2 separate regions of the Canis lupus genome follow, and region 2 is linked to region 1. Evidence: chromatin contacts called from public Hi-C data. All regions are on one chromosome and are shown on one strand. The core of a region is the stretch at or near the end of the contact, and the rest is flanking DNA. Distances in the headings are between cores, read along the strand shown.

Region 1 (3,643 bases), core at 475-2,974:
AGGGAAAACTTACCGTTATTTACCTTACACGATAGAGAGGCAAGAGCTGCTGTTTTTCATTCTGTACATTAGCCATAAGCAAAAGATGACTGAAGAATATTTTTTAAAGATTGATTGATTGATTGATTGATTTTAGAGAGAAAGGGAGCACGAGCTGGGGGAGGGGCAGAAGGGGCGGGAGGGAGACTCTCAGACTCCCAGCTGAGCGTGGAGCCTGATGCCAGGCTCAGTCTCACCACCCTGAGATCATGACCTGAGTCAAAACCAAGAGTTGGACGCTCCACTGACTGACCCTCCCAGACGCCCCTGAAGAATATCGTTAAATTCCTGAGAAGCAACAAAGATAGAGCTAACCTTGCTCCACAGAAAAGTATAAAATTAAATTTAAAAAATGGTTCACCATAGCCAAACAAAGGGGACTGCAAAAGGAGCAGTTTTGAAAAACAGAAGAGAGCCAGAAGGGTCAAAACATATTTGGATAAAAAACACATATACACGTAGCACACGCACACAACAGGGATGATGCCAGGTTGGCGGCATTGGTATTCCCATCAAGAAAAACTCAAGATGAAAGACATCAGACAACTCAAGAGCGTTTGTGTCCATAAGGACTATAATCCAAAATGGAGTCAAGGACGTTATGCATGAAGTAAGAAAGCATCAAAACATATAGCAGTGAATTTTCTTTTTTCTTTTCTTTTTTCAAGTAGGCACTACGCCCAACGTGGGGCTTGAATTCATGACTCTGAGATCAAGAGTCTCATGTTCCACCAGCTGAGCCAGCCAGGCGCCCAGCAGCAACTTTTCCAAAATAAAAAGAGACAAGGGACAGAAACACAGTAGCAATAGGAGAGTTTATCAAACTGCTATTGCTCTTTCATAAATTAAATTGGCCCAAACTAAACATAATTACGTGTAATTAAAAGAATGGCATTCACGGTGGGAGACTCCATCCCTCCTGCTTCACAGGGGAAGAGCCTGGGGTGGGGAAGATGAGAGGATACAACAGTGGTCCTCGAAGTGTGGTCCCTGCCCCCTCTCCCTCCACACCGGCATCACCTGGGAACATGATAGAAATGCACATTCTCAGACTCATCCCAGACTCAACCGAAATTAGAAACCATGGGGTAGAGCCCAGCCCTGCAGGTGGCTCTGATGCAGGTTCCATGCTGAGAATCACTGATGCAGTGATTAAGCCCACAGGCTCCCAAGGCCCCGGTTAGTCATTGCTGGGTGACTTCAGGCAAGACGCTTAACCTCTCTGTGCTGCAGATTAATCATCCACAAATTGAGAAGAAGAAGAAGAATGGCTCCCTCTTGGTCTGGCTGTGAGAGACGATGAGATCAGCTCTGTAAGGCACTCACTGACCTCTCTCACTCTGATTCAGGGATGCACAGCAGGGCCCACCTCGAACCCCCACTGCTCTTCTGCCCCCGGGGTTCAGGGAACCTTCCGTGCCCACTCCTCCGCGACTGTGCCCAGGAGGACGGCCGCCCCCTGACGATGAATCGATGCCTTCTCGCGGTTGGTTCCTACCCTGCTGCATGAGGCAATGCCATAACCGCCCCCCCTCCCCGACTCTCTCCAGCTGGAGCAGACGCTGAGTGACTCACTGAGCTAGTCATTCCAGGGCCTCTTCCCCCCGCCCACATGGCCCTCCCTCCCGGCCTCCCAGCTCCATTCCTCCTCCCCCTGGAGAGGCTGCAGAGCTGGGCAGAGGCAGGCCCAGACCCTGGGCCCTGGTCTCTCGGCCAAACAGAGAAAGCCAGCACACGAAAGAGCCCCAGGCCAGTCCCAGGACACGGTCGTCCAGGACCAAACAGGCAGCAGGGACGGGCAGGGGCCTTGGGCCACACAGCACATTCTCCGTGTCCCTAGGTAGAACCAGAGGCAGGTGTGTCCTAGGGACATGAACGTGTCCCAGGAGGCAGGAGACGATCTCTCGGCTCATAAAGATGTAATTCAAACTTGAGATGTGCAGTCATTTCGCTGCTGCTGACTGTGTGTCGTCACAATTAGACCATATGCTCCAGCATCTTGGAGCTACGAGTGCCCAAGGAAATCAACCAGTGTGACCCCTCCTCCACCAGGTGAGGCCACAGGGCACAGGGAGGCAGCCCCAAAGTCACACAGCAGAAAATCCTAACGGAGGACCAGAACGCACCAAGGACAGCTGAGGGCGCCAAAAGAAGCTTCTTCCTACTACATCAGGCTGCCATGAAACACGACAGCCACAGCGCCGGGGAAGAGAGAAAAAGTCACAAAAAGAGAAGAAGTTTCCAGTTGATACTCCGCTGATGATCGTGCTCCTGCCACCAGAAATGCCCCTCTTCTACAGCACTTTTCTAACATGGAAAGGATGCATCGTGTATCACCTCATTCATAGGTAAATGTGCCCAGGAAGGTGGGGAAACTGAGGCCAGAACACGCTGAGCCAGCCACCTCTGAATCTTTCCTCAGGTTACTGCTCTCACTCTCAGAGCCTGCCTCTCCTCCTACCTGCCCCCAAAGCTTCCACATTTCAGGCCCCACACGGAGCACTGTCCTCCAGGAAGTCCTCCCTCCGCACGCTGTCTTACCCCTGGAGGAATCTGATCTCAGGTTCACCTATACCGCCCGGGGGGTGCTCAGACTCGCAGCTGTGTCTGACCTGGAAGGAGCGAGCACCACCCCTACGTCTCTCATACCCCACGGACATCGAGAGAAGGACCAGGTCTGTCTGATGGCAAAGCCCAAACTCTCACCTCACCGAGGTTAGATGTCACCTCCTCCACTCAGCCACCCTGTGGGCAAGTCACCTGAACTCTCGAAGCCTCAGTAATACCTTCCTCCTGGGTTGTTGGGGGGATTAAGTGAGATTACGTGAGTAAAGTTCCAAGCACCAAACAGAAGTCGCTATAATAAAAATGACAATGACAACGATGATAAATAGCATCGGTGTATAATAAGTACTTTTTGATTTAGTTTGATGTGTCTGAGACAACTTAGCAACACTATCAAAGAAATGCAGATAAATCAGACCCTTTTTGGCTTCAACATTGCAGATATATCAAGTCTAGTCCCCATAGGTCAGAGATGGAGAGTGCAGTGGTAACAGACTTCTTGGTTTAAAATGTCTTAATAAGGGGCACCTGGGTGGCTCAGTGGTTGAGCATTTGCCTTTGGCTCAGGGCGTGATCCTGTAGTCCCGGGATCGAGTCCTGCATTGGGCTCCCTGCAGGGAGCCTGCTTCTCCCTCTGCCTGTGTCTCTGCCTCTCTCTGCGTGTGTCTCATAAATAATTAAAATCTTTTTTAAAAAAATAGATAAATAAGTCATAATAAAATCCATCTTCCAAACAGAAGCCAACCCAGCCACCTCAAGAATCCCAGGAAAGTATACAAAGGACAGTTCAAGGGTGAAACCATCACCTCTTCACCCTAGGAATCAATGTTTCCTTTTTTTGAAGCAATGAATATATAGTTTACAAAAAGGCACAAAGGCCACATCATATGCAGGGGTGTGAAGTCTGGTAGAGAAGTACGTCCCACTTGTACAAGCAAAACACATCAAAGGTAATGTACAACTGAGTGTGGCAATGATTCACTCATAAATAGTTGATGACCTCATGACTAAGACTAATTACTGGCCCAGGTAAAGCCAT
Region 2 (3,576 bases), core at 373-2,872, 130 kb after region 1:
TACTCGCCATGGCAACCGAGGAGGCTGCTACAAGTTGCCGAGCCCTGCGCGAGTTCCAGGGGTCCTGGGATCAACTTTACTAGGAAAAGGTGTGAACATTCCCCCCAAGACCTGCTTCGCCCTCCCCGGGTTCCCCTCTTCTCCTTCATCTCCCCTCCGGCCGACCGGAGAGAATGCTGGCGCCGTGAAGTCCCCTAGGATGCGAACTGCTCAAACACAAGGCGGCTGGATCCCTCCTTTTTCTCTCTCTCTCTTTTTTTTTTTTCCAGTTCTTTCTTTTTTAATTCTGCTGTCTTTGATGAAAAACTGCCCCAGCCCCTCACCTTCGGCCAGTGGGGGGCGGGGGGGGGGGTTGAAGAGGACATCTCTAGGGACCCGGCGACAGACCAGGCAGTGAGCCTAGCAACCGCACTTAAGGTGTAGCGCGCCCGGGTGCAGGTGGGCGTCCCCGCGCCAGGAATAGCTCCAGGCGACACCCAGCCACCTCGAGAGCCCGGGGAGCGGGGAGGAGGCTCCCGCACGGACCTCCCGCGCCCGCTCCCCGCCTCTGGCGGCATTTCCGGGGACCTAAGGAGGGTGGCGTGGGGGCGCGAGCACAGAGGCTGGAGCGCGGGGTGGGGTGCGTTCCACCGGCACATCCAAGGGACGGCGAGGCAGGTGGCACCGGCTGCGCGACCTCGCACATTCCTAAAGTGGCGGCCTCCGCGGGTTGCCTCCAAAACTGGGAGGCATCTCCCCAACTTTCCCTCGCGGTCCCCGAAGTCCCCCCCTCCACTTCCCCTGGCCACGTTCCTCCCCCGGGATTCCCCCGCCCGAAAGGTTTCCCCCTCGCTGCCGACTCCGCCAACTCGTCTCCCCAACAGGTTTCTCGAGTGCGGGCTGCCGTGCCGCCCCCCTCGCCCGCCACCCGGAGCCCCCGCCGCCCCCGCCCGCCACCCCGGGCCCCGCGCGCCCCGCTCCCCGGCCCCGCGCCCCGAGCCCCCGGCCCGCCCCGCCCGCACCCCCGGCCCCCGGGCCCCCCGCCCGCCACCCCCGGCCCCGCGACCCCGAGCCCCGCGCGCTCCGCGCCCCGCCCGCCCCCCCGGCCCCGCGCGCTCCGCTCCCGGAGCCCCCGGCCCGCCCCCCAGCTCCCCGCGACCCCGGCCCCGCGCGCCCCGCTCCCCCCGCCCCGCCGCGCCCCGCCCGCGGCCCCAGCAGGAGCCAGGGGCCGGGACTGGGCGCCCGCGTCCCGGAGCGCGCCGGTCGGGGGCAGGTCGGGGGCGACTCGGGGGCCCCGGCGCGCCGCCCTCCGCGCCGAGCGGGGCGCGGGGAGGGCGCAGGGCAGGGCAGGGCAGGGCAGGGCAGGCGGCGCGGGGAAGGCAGGCAGGGATGCGGCGCGGCGCGAGCAGGGGTGGGCTGGCGCAGGGGGCGGGCGCCCGGGGCGCGCGTTACCTTGGTCTTGCCCCCGCAGTGGCAGCACACGGTCCACAGGTACTTGAGCGTCCGCCAGAGCAAGATGATGAAGAGGCCCCCGAAGAAAGTCACCATGGAGGAGGCCAGGAAAGCCCACCACATGCGCTGGCCCCGGCTGTCGCACGGCACCTCCATGGTCACCGGGATGATGAGCGCATCCATCTTGGGCTCGTGGACCGAGGACGAGGAGGAAGAGGAGGAGGAGGAGGAAGAGGAGGAGGAAGAGGAGGAGGAGGAGGAGGAGGACGCGTCTAGGCTGAGATGGTTCGCGTGGATATTGCTACTCATTCTAAGACTGCTGCCTCCGCCGCCGCCGCCGCCGCCGCTGCCGCCGCCGCCGCCACCATTTGCCATAGCTAGCAGCGGGCGGCCGGCGCAGGGGCTCGGGGGAGCTCCTCCCGCCGCCAGCGCCACCCCGAACACCCGTCAACAGCCATGTTGCCGCTGCTGCCGCCGCCGCCGCCGCCGCGGAGCGCGGGGAGGGGGCGGGGAGGCGCCTGGGCTCGGGGCGCTGTGCGCGACCTGGCGGGGTGCGCCGAGATATATACGGCGGGACGCCGCCGCCGCCGCCGCCGCCGCCCTCCCCCGCCGCCCGCCGCCCGCCGCCGCCGCCGCCGCCCTCCCCCGCCGCCCGGGGGGAGGGGATGCAGCGCGCCCGCCGCTCCCGCCCGGCCCGCGCCCCGCCGCCCAACGCCCCGAGCGCGCGGAGCGAGGGCGCACCGGGGGTCCGCGCCGCCCCCGGGCCGCCCCGGCCCTGCCCCTGCCCCTGCCCCTGCCCCTGCCCCTGCCCCGGGCCCGCGCGCCCCCCGCGCCCCCCGCGCCCCCCGCCCGCCGTGCGCCACGCGAGTGCGCTGCGCTCCGGCCCGGGACCCTCCCCGCCGCGCCCCCGCCGCCCCGGGCTGAGCCGGCGGCAACTAGTGCAGCGCGGGCGGCCCGCCCCCGCCCCCGCCCCCGCCCCCGGCGCCCCCGGCCGCGCTGGGCTCCGGCTCGCCGCCCCCGCACGCGCCGGGCCACCCCCGGGACCCCCGCGCCGCGCCGCCGAGCCCCGCGGCCTCCGCTCGCGCGGCCTCCCCGCCTGCGCCGGCTCCTCCCGGCCCCTCCCGGCCCCTCCCGGCCCCGGCCCCGCCGCCCGAGCCTCCCGGCGCGCTCCCCGCGCTCCCCGCGCTCCCCGCAGCCGCCGGCGGCAGCAGCTGCAGCAACTGGAGCGGGCGCGGGCTCAGGCCGCCCGAGGCGGGAGGGGAGGAGGCTCGCAGCGCCGGCTCGCCGCGGCTCGGGGCTCGGCACCCGGCGGGAGGGCCCTGGGCGGCCGCCTGGCACGCGCCCTGGCCCCCGAGCGCGAGGAACGGCGCCCCGAATCAGGCTCCGGCCCGGGCGCCTCTCTCCAAGGTGCTGCGCCCCCAGCCGAGCGCCCGACCCGGGGAGGGGAGCCCCCCTCCCCCCCACAGGCCGTTTTTACCAAAGGAGCCCCCGTGGGGAGGGAAGGAGGGACCAACTGTCGACACCGCTGGCCGGACACCCCCAAATCCTCGTGCTTCGGGAGTGAGCAGGACCCTTCTCCAGGATACACACCCTACTTCGACCCTCTCTGGCCTCTAGTTCGCTCATCCCTACCCCTTTCCTAGGTGCCCGGTGCCCCAAGCATGGCTGGAGGCCGGCGGGTGGTCTGTGGCCCTTGACAGCAGCAGGTGGTTTTTCTGTGTTTTTCTTATTAAGGGGCAGAGACTGCCCAAGAGAGAGAGAGGAACAAGGGGGACCCGGCCTCAGGGATGGTGCAAGCTCCCATAGACAATGGAGTTCCCCCAAAGTCACTCCCATTTTATTTAGCCCCATCGTGTGAGGAGGGCAGCTTGGAGGAAGGACGCTGTAGGTGCCATTCAAGTCTACCCCCCCCCCCCCCCCCCCCCCCCCCCCCCGTTTAGGGCCTTCTCTCCTACCTCCACCCTTAAAGAGGAGGAGGAGCCTGGTTTTGTTCAGCAGCCTCTAACCCTATACCACAGGGGAATACCTCTTGTGACACTCAGAAATGTTGCTTCCTCTGTTCATGGCCCTTCCTCTTGGCTACCAGCTGGACCAGAAGTTTTTCTAGTGCTAATTAGAAGGAAGATGGTCACACTCTCCCCTCAT

What was found. A called contact is a pair of places that touch in the nucleus more often than the background predicts.
Region 2: a Hi-C map of skin fibroblasts shows a contact between it and region 1, with 3 times the contacts expected there. The contact joins the promoter of KCNMA1 here to the enhancer-like site in region 1. A contact is called at or near these places in 2 of 9 Hi-C or Micro-C datasets (amygdala and skin fibroblasts).

What each region holds. Positions count from the first base shown.
Region 1 is chr4:28,153,102-28,156,744 of UU_Cfam_GSD_1.0, forward strand. All of the region lies in intron 1 of KCNMA1 (potassium calcium-activated channel subfamily M alpha 1), which reads right to left. Among named protein-coding and RNA genes, the nearest start is that of KCNMA1, 130 kb to the right of the region's middle. Within about 2 kb of position 1,725, at least 2 of the 20 cell types and tissues checked have an H3K27ac peak or open chromatin away from gene starts, as enhancers often do.
Region 2 is chr4:28,281,448-28,285,023 of UU_Cfam_GSD_1.0, forward strand. It overlaps KCNMA1 (potassium calcium-activated channel subfamily M alpha 1), which reads right to left and starts at 1,623. Exons shown (of 28, transcript NM_001003300.2): 1 at 1,432-1,623. The coding sequence starts at 1,614.